3 separate regions of the Zea mays genome follow, and all the other regions are linked to region 1. The links are chromatin contacts, called in public Hi-C maps. All regions are on one chromosome and are shown on one strand. The core of a region is the stretch at or near the end of the contact, and the rest is flanking DNA. Distances in the headings are between cores, read along the strand shown.

What was found. A called contact is a pair of places that touch in the nucleus more often than the background predicts.
Region 2: a contact with region 1 is called in a Hi-C map of leaf, with 1.7 times the contacts expected there. The contact joins the enhancer-like site here to the promoter of LOC103637643 in region 1. A contact is called at or near these places in 2 of 25 Hi-C or Micro-C datasets (endosperm and leaf).
Region 3: a Hi-C map of leaf mesophyll shows a contact between it and region 1, with 4 times the contacts expected there. The contact joins the enhancer-like site here to the promoter of LOC103637643 in region 1. A contact is called at or near these places in 6 of 25 Hi-C or Micro-C datasets (bundle sheath, endosperm, leaf and 1 more).

The regions. Positions count from the first base shown.
Region 1 is chr1:91,382,105-91,385,324 of Zm-B73-REFERENCE-NAM-5.0, reverse strand. LOC103637643 reads left to right here and starts at 1,674. Exons shown (of 6, transcript XM_008660053.4): 1 at 1,674-2,744; 2 at 2,862-3,220. The coding sequence starts at 2,427.
Region 2 is chr1:91,164,638-91,167,857 of Zm-B73-REFERENCE-NAM-5.0, reverse strand. No RefSeq gene overlaps it. Among protein-coding and RNA genes, the nearest start is that of LOC103637641, 17 kb to the right of the region's middle. Within about 2 kb of position 1,592, at least 9 of the 20 cell types and tissues checked have an H3K27ac peak or open chromatin away from gene starts, as enhancers often do. A contact at or near this core is called in leaf, where this site is marked.
Region 3 is chr1:91,212,979-91,216,198 of Zm-B73-REFERENCE-NAM-5.0, reverse strand. No RefSeq gene overlaps it. Among protein-coding and RNA genes, the nearest start is that of LOC103637641, 65 kb to the right of the region's middle. Within about 2 kb of position 1,563, at least 19 of the 20 cell types and tissues checked have an H3K27ac peak or open chromatin away from gene starts, as enhancers often do. A contact at or near this core is called in bundle sheath, endosperm, leaf and 1 more, where this site is marked.

The DNA of each region.
Region 1 (3,220 bases), core at 425-2,924:
AATTCTCTCTACTAATATTTTTTATACCAAATCATGAACTCGTTGTTCATTACATAAATTTTGGACCATGATCTCATTACATTACAATACTTATTGATTATAAAAAGAATAAACATATTGGAGATAAAAACCCGCGGGTAACCTATGGGTACCCGCAAACCCGATGGATACGGGTTTGGGCAAAATTTCAAACCCGTCATGGGTACGGGTTCTTTAATGGGTGTAAATATTTTTCACGGGTACGAGTTTGGGATAGCAAAACCCGACGGGTTTGTACCCGTTGCCATCTCTACGTGCGACTCCGCTCGGGAGGAGGCAGGCACCTATCATTGCCCGCCGCCCGGCCGCCCTCTGGACAGTCAGTCGTTACGCGCGCCTTACCGGCACGGCCGGAGCTCATCATCCATGCTTGCTCAGCAAGCGCGCGGTGCGGCTGCTGCCTGATCAAAGTGATTAGGATTTAGGACGCCGAGGCAAAAAAAAAAAAAAACGTTTCGTCCCGAACGCGGGGCCCACCAGCTGACACCTAATATCCTGTGCTTTTTTTTGTTCGGTCGCCGCTAGTGCTCGAGTCCACATGCAGCTGAGCTGAAGGCCTGCCCTGAAGGCTGAAGCCGGGCCAGGCCAACAGGAAAAGAAAAGAAAAAAAACTGGAGAAAGCAAAGAAAAAAAAGGCACGCCCACCAGACTCACAGCGACGGAAATTCCTAGCTACAGTGAAGGTCGCTTGGCTTTGCTTGACTGCTCCACTAAGTCTGAACTGACCAGCTGCTAGCCTTGCCATTGGTATTATTAATCTCTACTAGCACAGATCGGTTTGGACCCCCCCCCCCCCCCTCGACTAGGGATGGAATCGTGGAACAGAGCGAAGAAGTAAGTACACACGGCTCAGAAGAAAGGTTAACAGTAGCCGAAGAGTAGCTCTGTTCCCATCTCATCCACCATCCATCAGCGTGGCAATTAGCGCCGATTCCTCAGGCGCATGTGTACTCTGCTGCTGATGACGGATGAGTGCGCGTGGCGTTCCGTTTCGCTGTGGTGCTGTCCCGAGGCTCCGTTTCCGTAGAGAGTAGAGACAGACAAAAGCGATGGTCCTGGCCTGCACGAGACGAGACAAACGCATCGAGAGGCAGGCAGGCATCAGGCACGCCCCCACGCCTGGTAAGTAAAAATAAAAATAAAAAAAAATGGCGGCGGACGCGCAGTCAAGATCAAGCGAAGAGCACGGGCCGAGACCAGGGGACCGACAGCGTCCAGAGCTCCTTGTTTGTCCTATCGCTACCGGGGGAACAGGTGTGGAGAACCGTGCAGCAGCGGACGGACACTGTCCAGCTTCCCTGGGTCGTCTCCTCCGATCCTGTTCTGTCATCGGCGTCCCCTGGCGTGCGTGGCTACTGATGACTCGTCTCGTCTCCAGATGCGGCAGACCGGAAAATAGTAGTATACTACTAGGAGGAGACCCCAGATTGTCGCGGGCCAAAATATCTGGAATCTCGCGTCGTCATAAACTCATAGTAGTGATGCATGGTCCGTGTGGATTTTTAGGGTTTGCAAAACGGAACCCGTTGGCAGAAAAACGAAGCAGTAGCAGGGCATGTACAACCTAGACATTGCTGCACGGTATTCTAAATATAAGACACAACTAAAACACAATATATTACAGTGGTCATATCTAAAACATGTGTCTTACCATATTCATTATACCAATCAGAGCATTCAATAAATTAAAGTGACCAATCAACTAGTCTCATGTCTCGAACATAGAGCTAAGACACTGTGTCTTCGTTAAGATACATGTCTTGAGTTTTTACATTCACCCTCCTAAATACACTTTAAGACACAACTTAAGACACTCATTGTACATGCCCGTAGTACCGTCCACATTGCTGCAACTGCAAAACAACAATTCAACAGTTCTTGAATCCCTAAACTAATGATGATGATGTTGCTTGGGCCCGTGCAGTACAGGGCCGTCTCCAACAACCGCCGGAATGGCGATCCAAACAACCAATACCCTCCCTGGTTCCTCTTCAGTCTCACTCGCACGGTCTCACCACGGCACCACCAGAGGTCCGATATAGCTCACCTGCTGCGAACAGATCGTTTGAAGAACGGCGACACGGGTGCCCAGTCCCAGCTACGTAGTGGGTAGAAGAGGAGGCCAGGCCAGGAGCTTGTCAGCCTCGTGTTCCCCCCTCTCGCTCGCTCCTGCTGCCTGCCTGTGCCTGCCTCCACACCCCTGGCCTTGTGCTTCGTGCGTGCGTGCCTCTGCCTCCCTCCCTATAAGTACACACGCCGCCTCCGTCTCGGACACTTGCAGAACCATCCATCACTAGTTGAGTGGCCTGCAAAGACACGTACGCACGGCACGCGACCACAGCAGCAGCTGGTCTGAGGCAGCTAGCTTGGAACCACAGGACGGCGCGATGCAGAAGCGCTGGAAGCCGAGAGACGCCGCTGCCGGTGCTTTCAGCATGGCGCTGGAGCTGGTGGACGACGAGGACGACGCGGCGCCGCCGGCGATACCGCCGCCGCAGACGCCGCTGGAGCCCATGGAGTACCTCTCTCGGTCGTGGAGCGTGTCGGCGTCGGAGATCTCCAAGATCCTCGTCGCCGGAGGCAACAAGCCCAGCAGCGTTGCCGCCGCGGCGTGCCGCCTTCCGGAGGCGGCTATGTCTATACCGGAGCAGGCGCCTGTGCTCGCCACGTCCTCCACCGTCCATCTCCCGTCTCCTCAGCAGCATGTATGTAATGTAACCAACGCGCATCTCGCTCGCTCAGTCCTCTTTGTGATTTTATTGTATCTTCTTTTCCCCTCATCTGATTCTTGGTGCTACTGCGATATACCTAATTACCTGCAGAGAGATGCGAGGAGGTACTCCACGAGCGGCGGCCACCACCAATCGATCGGCAGGTGGTTCCAGCAGGCTCACCACAGGGAAACGTGCCGGGCGAAGCAGAGCGGCAAGGAGAAGCAGCGCGCCGAGAAGGCCCACGTGCACGCCATGGTGTCCGTGGCCCGGGTGGCGGCCGCGGTCGCCGCCGTCGCGGGCTCCGGCGACACCCAGACCCAGGCCACCAAGATGGCCAGGGCCATGGCGTCGGCCACCGAGCTGCTAGCCTCCCACTGCGTCGAGGCGGCCCAGCACGCGGGCGCGCGCCACGATCAGGTGGCTGCCGCGGTGCAGGCCGCGGTCGGCGTCGGAAGCCCCGGCGATCT
Region 2 (3,220 bases), core at 343-2,842, 220 kb after region 1:
GAGCCAAACACCAAATGAATCTTAGGGCCTGTGTGCGACATGCAGAACCTTGTGGTCCTTAATGCAAGAGCGCGTAACATCCACAATGGGTGGCCATACCATCCGTAACTATGTAGAGAGATGTGCTCCTCCTTAGCTGACGTGTGGACTGTTCGCGTGTGGGCGGCGGACCGTTTGCTATTGCGCGGAGATCCCCATGAAGAACCAAGATCTCATATCCCCAGGAGGGACCCCATCGGGGAGGAAGGATTTTGGGGTTCTTTGACTTCGGTAGGCCACCCAGAGCTCCCCTAGATGATGTAGAGTCAAATAGATGTAAAGATTGAGGTTGGGGAACTACATCTAAACCTAATCTACGACTAGACTACTCCTAGGTTTAATGCATTGTTGTGTGTTTCAATCGGTTGTACCCTAGAGAGAGAGAGAGAGAGAGAGAGAGTCTAGCCTCGTTTCTAGGCAAAACCCAACAGTTTCCTGTGAGTTGTTAAGATAACCACGCAAGAGATAAGGATTCCAGCCTGAATTAATCTAGTCGCGGACCGTTCAGCCATCATGCTGGGCCATCTGAGGTATGGACCGTCCGAGCTATAAGGCTAGACGGTCTGGATGTCTAGACGCTAGATTTGGTGCTCAACACATATCAATTTGTAAATATATAGAATAAATAGTTTCTAAATACTTCAATATCGTTTTTTGTTTGTTGAACCGGTACTAAAATGTCACTTTATAAGCCAAAAACTGATACTAAAGATAGACCTTGCAGTACCATTTCGAGGCAAGAATTAGTATTAAAGGCCTCTTTTTAGTACTGTGTCATGCAACATTGACTAAAGATTGACACTTTAGTTCCCGTTGTCCAGTACCAGTTGAAAGTCAATTACTATAACTAGTTTTCAACCGTTTCTACAGTAGTGATTCCATATAGGATGTAAAGTACATCGGTTTAACGGTAACGACTATTGTACAATCAGTCCTACGTGCAAACGAGCTTCTTAATCTGTTAGATTATAATGCAGTCATATGTTACATTACGCCATGAGCTCGAGTGGCTTTATTAAGATCCCCTAACAAACCAAGGTTGCATCTATGGTTGGATCATGATCTAATAAATTATGAGGCTCGCTTGCATTTGCATAGTTGCACACGCTTACACCTAGAGGCTACTTGCTTAGGAGTCATTGCCTGGTTTAATGGTCTAAACCTCTCTAAATTACATACTTCCTCCGTTCCACAATATTGTTTGTTTTAGCTCTTCAATTTTGTGTCCATATTCAAACGAATGACAACAAATCTAGACATATATATAAAACACATGTATTCAATATTGTATGAATCTATTAACATTCTAAATTAAATACTACCTCCATTCTTGAATATTTGCCGCCTATATTTTTGAACTAAAACACGATAAATAAAATAGAACGGATGGACTAGTATTTTAGAAAAGAAAGACCATCATTTATCGTATATACTATTATAGCTCATCCCACTCATCCTTCAAGACCACTGCATCTGCTCGTCATGCAAGTTCCGTGCAGCCGGTAGGTGTCATGGCACTGTTGCTAATGCCAAGGCAGTTCAGTGCCCCCTTGGCTACGGAACTGTCTCTCTCTTTCTCATCGTTTTCTCGTTATTAGGTGGGCACAGGGTACGTGTCATTCCTATACGATGTCGAAAAGAAATAAATAATACAGTAATAGCAGACAACTTTGTTAGGTAGTCAGCTACACACCACGTATATTTCACAAACAAAGAGTAAATTAATGGGGAATACATCCATTAAACCCTATGGGTTAGTTTAAGAGAAAGAGATTGGAGGGGCAACCTCCTCCATCATCTCCTATTTTCTTCGTTCCAAACTAGCCCTATATATTTAGAGAGTGTTTGATTCTTTTAGTCATTCTTCTAAACTTTAGTGACTAAACTTTAGTTTTTAAAAAACATATTTGAAAGATCTAAAGGTGTTTGGGTTATAAGGACTAATTTTTAATTCATTCACTTTATTACATTTTAGTCCCTAAATTATTAAATACAGAAACTAAAACCCTAAACATCCTCTAAGTTTAGAAGGTGGAACCAAACGCTCTTTAATCTACGAAAGTAATGCAACGGCATTATTGTATTTAGAGATTGTGTGATACACATAAATACATTAATTAGAATACATTACACATCCATCGGTATCGCTGGATGCAGTAGCCATGGTCATGGGTGGAAATGGTATGTAAAAGAAACATGTCCAAATTAGTTAGAAATGAACCTCATTCACAAACATAGCTACTACGGGAGTAGTTGGTTAGTCCCGGTTGCTATTTGCTACGCGAGTGGCTTATTTCCTGCAATATCTCGCTGCTACTGTTTGATGAACACCTCTAGGAATGAAAACGGTCGGAAACGGTATTTATTCAGTAATCAGTTTTTGGTCGTTTTTCTTTGATTGCGAATAAATAGGATATATAATGCACTATACAAATTTGTATTCTTGTTTATAACATTGAGCTTGTAAAGATTCATAAAAGTTAATCCTCAAATTCATCATATATTTTCTTAAATGATAGATATAAAATTCGGTATAGATTCGAAAACAAATTCGATAATTTTTTCAACTTTTTTTGTTTTAGGGAGCAAATAATACATAAAACAATTTATGTAATATTTTATTCTTATTTGTAATAATGTGCTTGAGAACATAACACAAGACCAACATCAAATTCTATACATATCTATTTTAAAATATTAAATTTGTTCTAACAGTTCAGATTACCACTTTCATCCCTAAACACCTCTAGCGAATTAATTCTCGCAAGGCCGATTATGAAAACCAAAAGATAAATTTTAAAACCCCTTGTAAAAACAGAAACAACCCGATCACCAGTTTTCAGTTTAATAAAGTCTAAACATCGAGGTATCTGTTAAATCTATATATAAAATTCCTATTATACCACAATAAAAGAGTATCAAGGATAACATAAAAGTAACCTTTAATGACATGTTTGGTTGAGCTTGCCGGCTAGGCAAACATCTTAGCCCAGGTGGCCGAAATCGAACGCCTGGATGGATTCCTGGGCCAGACAGCTCTAAATTATTTCATATAAACTAAATTCATATAAATAGGCCCTAAATTCAAATCCAAACTACCCATGTGTGTCATTGTTAAAATAAACTAACGTATAATACCTTAAATCATGTTAAGGAGAAATGTTATAAAGTGCGTATAAGT
Region 3 (3,220 bases), core at 314-2,813, 170 kb after region 1:
GAGTAGACTACTGCATATAGCTTTACACGCACATCGAGAGCACAGTGTTTGTATGCACTAGGGCTGAGCAAAAAACCCGTAACCCGAAACCCGAAACCGGAATACCCGAACCCAAACTCGAAATACCCGAAACCCAATTTTTGTTTGGAAATTTCGGGTAGCAACTTGCATAACCCGAATTTATTTCGGGATAATTCGGGTATCACAGTCGGGTACCCGAAATACCCGAACTTTCATGTGTCATGTACTCATGTCATGCTTAATTATTAATTTGTACATCTATAATTATATGTAAGTGTGCATAACTTTTGATTGTAAATTGCTTGTGTTTTATATGTCCATGTATATTATTATTCAAACTATATTTTTATATTAATTTAATAGGGTGTATGTGTTTTTATGAAGCCAACACAATAATTCGGGTAGTTCGGGAATACCGAACCCGAACCCGAAATTCCGAGTACCTAACCCATTGTAATTTCGGGTATCGATTCTCAAAATCCAAAATTTAAAATACCCAAATTATTCGACCCGAAATTTTTGGATAAGCCGAACATCCACCCCTATTACGCACAGTTGTACATACCCTAGGATCATAGGGACAACTGTCTGGACTCTGGAGTGCGGTCCATGGAGTAGTAGCGCAGTGGAGAAAAACCAATGCTATAGATTGCTTCTTGATCCAGCAATCAGATCAAGCACCTTTACAGCAGCATCACACAAGCAAAGATTACTGGAGGCGGCGGCGTCCGCGTGGCTGTGGATTCACGACGGCGACGTCGGCCATTGCCTCGGCGATCCTGTGGTGGTGGGCGAGCGAGAGTTACAGCTGCTCCGCTCGTTCGATCTTTTCCAAAGACTACGATATCATGTCTTGCTAGCTGGACTCTAGTTAGTTTCCAAAAATTATTGGACCATCGTGAGAATGAGTGTAAAGAAAAAAAAAGGCGTCTGAAAGCGTTGTAGCTACTAGCTAGTCCAATTTATGATTGGTCAATCAAGACGTTCCAGAGTTTCTACTAACTGTATGCGTTCCCTTGTTTGTCTGAGGCAGCTGCAAGTATGGCATCCACACAATCTCCCGGTGGCAAGGTAGCTAACATCCACGCCGTTTTCAGCGCAGCGTTGTGTGAACCATATGGAAAGAAAGAGCAGGGCGAAGGAAACATGAGCAGAAAGAGACGGCCGGTCCATCCCGCTCCGCGGCTCCGGTAAAAGCCAGCTTGGCTTAGCCACTCCGGCTTTTCCTGGCTCGTTCAATTCCTTCCTGTGCGTGCGTGATCCGTGTGCCGAAGCGAGGCGCTGCGACCTGCGACTGCGAGCTAGCGACGCGGCGCAACGGACTGCCTCCCTGGTGTGGTGCCTGCCACCAGGTCCTCGCATCCCCCGACCCGATAAGCAGCGCGGACGGGGCAAAGCAACCGCGCTCATTCGCGCCGGAGCCAGAGAAGGAGATCGGAGAGAGGCCCCGTGGGCCGGGGCCCGGCATACGCCACACGCCACCGACAACGCATCGCATCAGGCGAGCCCATGCCGTGCTGATCCTGCAGCGACGGTGCGCGGGGAGCACGCGCGCGCACGTGGGCTGGGCCGGATCAGTTACCTGGCCCGTGTCTCGCCACCCCCGCGCCGCTCAGCTCCTTATGCGAGCGGTGGACCGATTATGGATGGCAATGGATGTCATTTATCCGCGTACCCGCGGATAAAAAATCTGTTGGACACAGTTTTGGGTACGAGTCTGTATACATGGATACAGATACGAGTAGCACTTGATATCCGTGGATATTTTTAAAACAGATAGGAAAAATCAATATCCATACCCAATTACCCGAATATCCGTTAAAATTACACCCGTCCCGCAGGCCCATGGGCCACATCGCCACAGCCCACAAGGCCACAACCGTTCTCCAATCTCCATGCTTCCATCAATCTAGCGAAGCCCTCGCTCGGCCAGTCCATTCTCCGATCTCATTCTCTCCTCCTCTGTCCTCTCCCACTCGGCCACTCCTACCGCCACCGCCCACTCCATCTCACCTCTCCCAGACCCCCGCAGTCGCTGCCCCCTACCGGTCCGGGTCCCTGGCTCCCTGCGCGGCTCCCGGGCACAGAGCGCAGATCTCCAGCTCGTCCTCAGTCCCTGCATCGCTGACTCCCTGCGTAGCTTGTCCTCAGTCCCTGGCTCCCTGCATCGCTGACTCCCTACGTGCCTGGCCGCCTGCTTCATCAGGATCAAAGAGGAAGCTCAGATCTGATTTTGCTAGACAATTTTATATTTGCTGGACAAATATGATATCATGTTTGAATTTGCTGGACAGATTCTGTATGACTTTATGTTTTTATCATATTTAAATTTGTTTGTTGGACAAATATGATATCATGTTTGAATTTGCTGGATTTAAATATTTTGTATGTGTAGTGGGCAAACGGATATATCCGCGGATATCCGTTATCCGCGGGTAACGGATGTGGATACTGTTTGTTATCCATGGTGGATAACGGGTACGAGTTCGGATATCGGATATAAGTCGCGGATATGGGTGTCCAGAGACAGTATCCGCGGATATTTTAACCGTTGCCATCCCTAGGACCGATTCTAATTCTCGAGAAATATAGCTACGTTATCACAGATCTTTAGATTCGCTTTATTCTCTCTCGTCATTAAATGCGAGAAGATGTTAAAGACTCGTCTCTTTTCCCATAAGCACAACAGAGAATACACGAGACACATGATTAAGGTTGGGCATCTTCACTGTATTATGAGGTAGTGTACATGTTGCTTATATAGAAACGTAAGACCTCTCAGAGGTAAAACCGGTATTTACCCACATAGGCCCTCGTTAGGGTTTCTTAGCACTCTGCCTTGGGTGAATACCACGACCAACACATGTCTCATAAAAACTCACAGAAACTGAGTGGAAAAATATGGAGAAAGAGCGTATGGTGGCGCAAATTGCATTTGCACTTTGTTGCCTCGTTAAAAACCTTATGCGAGAAACTTCAGAAAAAACTCACCAAGGGAAAAAGAGTACAACTAGTGTCATCAGAACAGATTTCGATATTCTAGATCTTGATTCCATTGAAACTTTTGTAAGGGCTAACTCTAGGATTGTGCTCCCCCTGATCCTTACAAAATTGTCTCAATATGGCAAAACATCCTCTTCTGGAAGTATATGCACATAGAGATTGAGCAAGCGCATTGCATATTGTTGCTAGGATTATT